2 separate regions of the Mus musculus genome follow, and region 2 is linked to region 1. Evidence: chromatin contacts called from public Hi-C data. All regions are on one chromosome and are shown on one strand. Each heading gives the region's core, a stretch centred on a gene start, on an enhancer-like site or on the middle of the called end of the contact. The rest is flanking DNA. Distances are from core to core; before and after follow the strand shown. Region 1 overlaps Ubqln1 (ubiquilin 1). Region 2 holds the start of Ubqln1 (ubiquilin 1).

What was found. A called contact is a pair of places that touch in the nucleus more often than the background predicts.
Region 2: a Hi-C map of liver shows a contact between it and region 1, with 3 times the contacts expected there. The contact joins the promoter of Ubqln1 here to the enhancer-like site in region 1. A contact is called at or near these places in 3 of 39 promoter capture datasets (the HPC-7 cell line, hematopoietic stem and progenitor cells and liver), 1 of 15 datasets of contacts at CTCF or cohesin (CD8 T cells), 39 of 484 Hi-C or Micro-C datasets (B cells, CD4 T cells, CD8 T cells and 29 more), 17 of 115 datasets of contacts at active chromatin or transcription factors (the 230-238 cell line, the SCID.adh cell line, SST interneurons and 9 more) and 4 of 9 other capture datasets (adipose tissue, embryonic stem cells, liver and 1 more).

What each region holds. Positions count from the first base shown.
Region 1 is chr13:58,180,094-58,183,628 of GRCm38.p6, reverse strand. Ubqln1 (ubiquilin 1) reads left to right here. Exons shown (of 11, transcript NM_026842.4): 7 at 305-447; 8 at 2,724-2,807. Among named protein-coding and RNA genes, the nearest start is that of Idnk, 24 kb to the right of the region's middle. Within about 2 kb of position 1,893, at least 12 of the 459 cell types and tissues checked have an H3K27ac peak or open chromatin away from gene starts, as enhancers often do. A contact at or near this core is called in intestinal villus epithelium and liver, where this site is marked.
Region 2 is chr13:58,214,003-58,217,537 of GRCm38.p6, reverse strand. Ubqln1 (ubiquilin 1) reads left to right here and starts at 1,885. Exons shown (of 11, transcript NM_026842.4): 1 at 1,885-2,254. The coding sequence starts at 2,102.

The sequences.
Region 1 (3,535 bases), core at 644-3,143:
CCCCCCAGTACTGTGTCAGAACTCTTCTCTCTTTATTGAAGTAAGCCAACTTGCTCTTTTTGGGCCTCTGAAGTGTCACTGTCAGAATTCTTGTGCCTTGGAGCCATAACCAAGTACAGTAAAGGTTGATCTGAAAATAGAGCTTAGTAACTAGTACTGGTTAGCAACTTTATTTAGCTATGAACACTAAGTGTGGAGAAGGGGATGTAAAGTCACAATATATACTGTGTCTTAAAACATAAATGTGTGTCTTAATCTGTTTGTTTGTTTGTTTTTTTTGTTTTGTTTTTAAATAAATTTTTAGCTAGTATGTTCAACACCCCCGGAATGCAGAGCCTGCTGCAGCAGATAACTGAGAACCCACAGCTCATGCAGAACATGCTGTCCGCCCCATACATGAGGAGCATGCTGCAGTCCCTGAGCCAGAACCCCGACCTTGCTGCGCAGGTGAGCTTGTGGCTGTGCTGAGAGTGTTCTGAACTAAACAGGCCTGTGGTATCCTCTCCGCACGTTGGCTTGTGCTCTCTCAGAACACTAGAGATGTGGACACTGCACCTCCAGCTTTGGGGGCAGTTTTAGTTCAGATATACTTGAAACAATCTCATGTCTGCCATTTGTTGATGAGATGTACTTTTAAAAACAAAACCAGGCATTTTTAGGGAACCTGCTCTGATCACTGCTGCTCCCCAGTGTGGTGTTTGGTGCTAGCTCTCGGGGTGGTGGTTGTGGATGGAGATGGAGCAGCAGCACCCTTCCTGTGCCTGAACAGCTGGAGGGAGTACAGTGAGCACCCACGTGGTCACTGCTGGAGGAATGTAGCTTACAGTGTGCTCTGGGTGCTTACAGCACTCTGTTAAGTTTAAAAGCTTCTCTTCTTTCATTATGAAATGGTTTTTATTTTCAAAATCCTGCAGCCACACTGCTACAAGGGTATAGCAGATGTCGTTGAGGTAGGGTCGGTCCTTGGTGATGACTTATGTAACAACAAATACTTAAAGGACAATGCATCTGGATAATGTTAATCTCAAAACGTGCATGGTATGGGTTGTTGTGTGGTTTTGTGAATTTATTAATTAAGTGCTTGATGTTAATGCGTGCTAAGCATTTTTGTCACTTGGGTCCCTGAGATGTGGAGGTGTGTGAAGTGACCTATATTTTCAAGTATGTATTCAGTTAACCCTGAGTGTGTGCCTTATCCTTGGTTCCTCGTTAGTGAGCACACTCTTGTCTGTAGGGGACCTGGGTGCTTCGCAGCTGTTGTCTGCTAGCAGTAAAGCAAAACCCTGGCAGTCAAGGTGATGCCCTTATGATAGAGTCCTTCCCAGCTTACAGTGTGCTCTGATGCCGCTGCTCACGTTCATAGTGGGTATTCTTTTCAACTTAAATATTTAATTATGTTAAATGTAGAAACTGAATTGTGGAATGGAGGTTCAGGTAAGTGAGGAAAATATAATAAGTATGATAAATAAAAAGGTGTGTATGTGTGAGTGTGTGTGTGAGACAAGCTTTTTCTATACTAGTTGAGTAATTTAAGATGAAAGTAAATGTGGTAACTGATTAACAGCCTCGTAACAAACGAGCATTTGCCCGGAAGACTTAAAAAGAGGCGTCCCTGGCCTGGAGCAGGTTCTGGTAATTTGCTGCTTACTCTAAAGTACACTCTGTATCCATAAGACACCAACTGTTTCCTGCTTTGAAATTAAATAATCCACTTTGAAGGAGGGATGGGAGAAGTTGTTTTTTTTTTAAGACAGGATTTACATACAGTTGTTATTTAGTATGGTTGCCTAATTGAGGGCAAAGATCATTTCCTCCCCAGACTTTGGACAGGTAAAGGGGCCATCAGTAATCTTTGGGAAGCAATATGCAATTTGTCTTTTTTGAACCTTGTAGTTTCTGGTTTGCTTATTGTGCATGACGGTCTCACCCCAGGCAGTCACATCATGTTAATACTGGTCATACGTTGACGGCTAGGTGTCCCCCGTTTTTACTGTGGTGCTAGTGAAGTGGAAGCCAGACGTTAGTTAATCTCGGTGTTCTTTCTCATTTACCTCTCTGCGGCTTAGGTATCTAAGCACTTCCCTGAGGATGGCTGGTGCTAGTTTGGACTGGTTTTCACCTAGCAGCTCCATTTCTCTGACAAGTTGATTGCTGCTTTGTGGTTATTCTGGACCTAACAGCAACTGTTAGTGGTGGGCAGGCAGATCCAATGGTCTTAGACCTGGGTGTTCTCTCTGCTTGCTGTTTGTGTGTTGAAGTTTCTAAGCAAGCCATGTTTAAGCTGTTACATATTGATGTTTCTTTTACTCTGTAGTGTAGCAGAAAGCATATCTTCCTGAGAGCCTGGCACTCCCAGGTTTTTTCTTTTCAAAGGCAGAAATTCACACCTTTGTTCAAGGAAAAGGAGACAAAACAATTGCTTTTATTTTTTTAGGGCACTGCATGTCATCCATCACCCACCATTCTCGTTGAAAGAGAAGATGCCTGCCTGCCTGCCTTCTTTCCTTCCTTCCTTCCTCTCTTCTTCCTTCCTTCCTTCCTTCCTTCCCTTCATTTCTTCCCCTGAGCTCCTTGTGGATAGAACTTCCCTGCCTTTTTTTTATTTCTGTTCTCCCTCCCTTTAAGTGCCAATTTAGGCACTTGGAGGAAGGTAGAAATTAAACCAGGTACCTTACTTGTTTCAGATATTTCCAGTTAAAATTGTTTGAATACTTGCCCCATAGATGATGCTGAATAATCCCCTATTTGCTGGAAATCCTCAGCTTCAAGAACAAATGAGACAACAGCTCCCAACTTTCCTCCAACAAGTGAGTAAGAGAAGACGCTGCTGTCCTTGTAATGCTCTGCTTGAAAGGTTTGGTGGTGAGCGAGAGTGTCCTTCTCCGTGGCTGACAGATAGCACAGTGCACAGGAGCGTGTGGTTCCACCCTCTAGTAGGCACTGAGCCTGACCCTCCCGGACCATGTCACTCCTCCTATGAGTTGAGAACTGTGTTGCTTTTGCGCATGAGGATTTAGGGTTCTGAACGCCTTGTTGATATCATAGGCCATTTCCCTTCACTGTGCTAACCTTGAAGTGCATCTTTACACACACTGTACAGTTCGGACTAGTTTTGAGTGATAGGAAGGTGCTGCCCTCAGGTTGGCTTTTGTTGTAATGTCTCATTTTCTTCCAAATTAGTAGAATGCTTGTTCTCTAGGAGTAGACCTCATTTTCTCACAATCAGAATTAGTGAGTTGGTGTTGTCACCTAAGGAAGGTTTAAAAAAACACTTCCCAAGATTGTCACAGTGCTATTTAGAAACATAAAAGTGGTGTTGGTGTTTCTGAAACTGATAGTTGTCGGGGTTCTTACCTGGTTGAAACCACTGTTAGGCAGCAGGTCATTACCCATGGTTAGCGGTTGTTCTTGGTCTATTAATGCAGTGGTAGACGCTCCCTGCCAGCAAGTCATCACCACGGTTAGTGACTGTCCTTGGTCTACTGCACAGTAGAAACTCCTTGTCTGTCAGGTATGGGGATTTGAAAGCCAAGAA
Region 2 (3,535 bases), core at 636-3,135, 34 kb before region 1:
TAGAAGAGCCCAAGTTTATTGGACTTCCTTACAGAGCATAAGGGACATGGGTGCTCCAGGAAAGTCTTTATGCAGCAAGGATGAGGGCCTCAGCCACATAGATGGAATCAATCTATCTCTCTTCTCTCTCTCCTCTCTCTCTCTCCAAACCCCAGTCTACTTTGACCTATTTACTCTAGACCTTCTTTGCGGCTACTTGCAATTAAGGAAGCATTGTAAACAACAGGTGGTTGAGAAAGGCTGAATACCCTGGTGAGGGTCTTGTGACCTTCCCTACCTCCAGCAAGGGGTGTGGTAGTCTGTAAGGCCAGCTGGAAGGAGCCTTTTCCAAGAAAGTGCAGCTGAACTACCAAGATGGCAGTTGCTTGAGTGGCTGGAAGAATTCTTATTCACAGCATGCCATAAACATTAGAGATTTTCAGAAATAAAATATAGACAATTACAAGGGTATTCTATAAACACACCAGTAGATGTTATCTACAACTAATTTATTTATCAGAGCAGAACAGATTGGGATTCTAAAGGACAATGGAGTGAAGACTTTCAGGGGAATGTGATGTGAAAACAGAAAGTTAGAGGGGGAAGGTGTGTGTGTGGGGTGGTTCATCATGGAAGGCAGCCTGGGTTAGTGCTTAGGGAGAATACAGCATGGAGGGAAACCATACAACAGGGGAACTAATAAAGTTGGAAAGATATATATATATGAAAATTCCAAAATCCTTGCTTGCCTAATGGGGGGAACTTTCTACCCCAAGTAACAATTTTCTCACACCTAGACATAACGCTTATAACTTCTTCCTGTGATTGAACAATGCTGGCAGAAATGTAAGTGATATCAAGTGACGCCGTATTGCCATTTTATACTTTGAAACTCTGACCCAGATTTCAAAGAGCTCTGCTAAGAAGTGTTTATGCAACCACAGTTAATCATAGAACAGGGTTCGATGGCCCAAGAGCAGAACTATGGAATGCCTTTGCATATTTGGGTCACGGTACACTGTCAAGAGTTCACATTTGTGCAATGCTGGTTAATATAAAGTGCTGGACTGTATTACACGTTATCTTTACGAATAAATGACGTGGGATCCATATGTGAAATAACTTATGTGTGCCTACATTATGCCGAAAATACTTTTTCAGCCATTATCTCTGATGCCACCTCAAGCCCGAGGTGTACAGTAACTTAATTGGACAGAATACAAAAGGCACACATCATCTAGGCTAACTCCTACCCGCTGGGCGGACAGTCCTAGGCATTCTGTTTCTGCCCCCACGCAGCTTGGAAGACAGACAATATGGGTTGCCCTATCTGACCAAACCGGTTTGACTCCAGGGAGGGAAGCTCAGGCCTCACTGAAACAGTGAGCACCTGTGGATGCATTGGTTGCTCACTGGCGTCTGTTTCGCGGTCCTTTAAAGACCTTTCTCCATGGGTTTAGCTTTCAAGCCCCGAGCACAAGACAAGGCAATCGCAACTCCTTCCACCCGGGCACCAACACTACGCTTATTAAAATAAAGTAGCTCGCCGCTATTTCATAAGCAGACGCCCACGGGGACCAGGTGGGGAGGATACCGGGACCGTGAGCAATGGGCCAGACGTTTCTAGCAATTTCGCTGGCCGTGACGTCATCTTAGCGCACCATCACGGTGCCTGGCAGAAACCCCGTTTGCATTTCTTTCAACGAAGAACGGGAGACGCGAAGTGGGTTAAGTTCTCCCGCCATGCCCAGCACTCCATCGACCTTGAGGAGCCCGCGCTTCGTCCGCCGGCTAGAAAAGGATCGAGCGCTGCCATGCATGAGTCGGCTCCTTGGCCAACGCGCTACCCGGCGTGCCTCGCGCGGCCGGCCGCCAGGAGTCGGCGCGGCTACCAGCGCGTTACCCAGAGTGCCCTGCGCGGCGCCGGCGACGAGCGTGGGGGAGGTGCGGGAGGAGGAAGCGGCGGCGACGCGGAGAGTCCCCGCGTCCACACGGCAGCCGATCGCCCACCCGGGGCCTGCACCCGCAGCCCGCGTCCACGCACCCTCGGCGGCCCCGCAGCCTGTCACGCCTCGCGGACCCGGCCGCAGCCCGCAGTGTCGCGCTCGCCTGAGTCACCGCCATGGCCGAGAGCGCAGAGAGCGGCGGCCCACCGGGCGCGCAGGACAGTGCGGCCGACGGCGGCCCCGCAGAGCCCAAGATCATGAAGGTCACGGTGAAGACGCCTAAAGAGAAGGAGGAGTTTGCCGTGCCCGAGAACAGCTCGGTCCAGCAGGTGAGGGCGCCGGCCGGGCAGCCGCCGCGTCGCTGACGGGGCGGGAAGGGCGGCCTGGCCGGGCGGCGGCCCCGGGCAGCTCCGGTCGGACCCCGCTGGGTTCCGCTGCGTGAGCTGTGCGGGGCCGGGCCGGGCGAGCCGCGCGGCCTGGGCTGGGCTGCGCCGCGGCCGCCGAGCTCCGGGCCCCGGGCCCCCACTTCTCACAAAGGGCCGGGCGCTGCGGGGCGGCTGGGCGCGGGCGGCGCTCGTCCTTTGGCCAGGCTGGGTGGGGGGTCATTGTTTCACCTGCCTGCTAATTGGGGAGATTTAGGAGTGAGAAGCACGTGGAGGGTTGGTTCTCGGTTTTGAATGCTGAACTCCTTCCCATCTTCGAGCCTCCTATATAAAAATTATGACGTGGAACTTGTTTTCAGTCGCATTGTGATAGCTCACGCCTGAAAGGAGAAAAGTAAATGACTTTGATTCATTGGCGACTTGCTGTTTCTGTTACAATACTTCCGTCATCGCTTAGCTGCCAGTCATCGGATAGGTTATTGTTTGATCTTTAGGGAGACGAGACAGACACCTAGCTGGGTCTTAGCAGTTGGTTGCAAGGAACCTGCAAGAAAGCACAGTAGGTGATAAGGGGAATTCTTATCAAGTAATTGCTTTAAAGTCTATTCAGGCAAACAAGCCTTGCAGTTAATTAAGAGCCTTGGGAGAACCAATCATGTATGTTTCAACACAGTCTAGGGCACTTGAATTGTTGACAGTATCAAACATTGTAAACAGTCTTATGCGAGGAAGCAAAGTATCAACCACTGGAATGTACTTTTAAGTTCTCTCAAGGTTTATCTAGTTCCAAAGGTGAGGTCGGGTTTTTCTGAAGCAGGAGGGTGTGTGGCACCATTGAGAGAAACTCTTGTTGATTGGATCATTACCATTGTTTGTTAACGCTGCTATAAAAAATTTTACCTTCTTTATATTCCCAGCAGGTCTGTATGTCACCCACAATTGACATTTTCCAGCCTTTTCTGCATCATGCATCTCTTATTTCTAAAAATACACTTTAAAGTTGTAAATATCAGTATTACCCTTATAAGGTCGGCAAGCAGCATGGGTGTTAGTGGCTTGAGAACAACTTTTTTTGAAAAATGGTATTCCACTTATGTTTGAGGTGCGATGATGGGACATGGTTGCCTTTGCTGGTTTTTGCAGACCCGTCTACACCTGTGTCAGCCAAGCACGTGACAGCTGAAGTCTGTTACAGTTGACGGCACACTTTTCGTCTTCCGTTTTCTC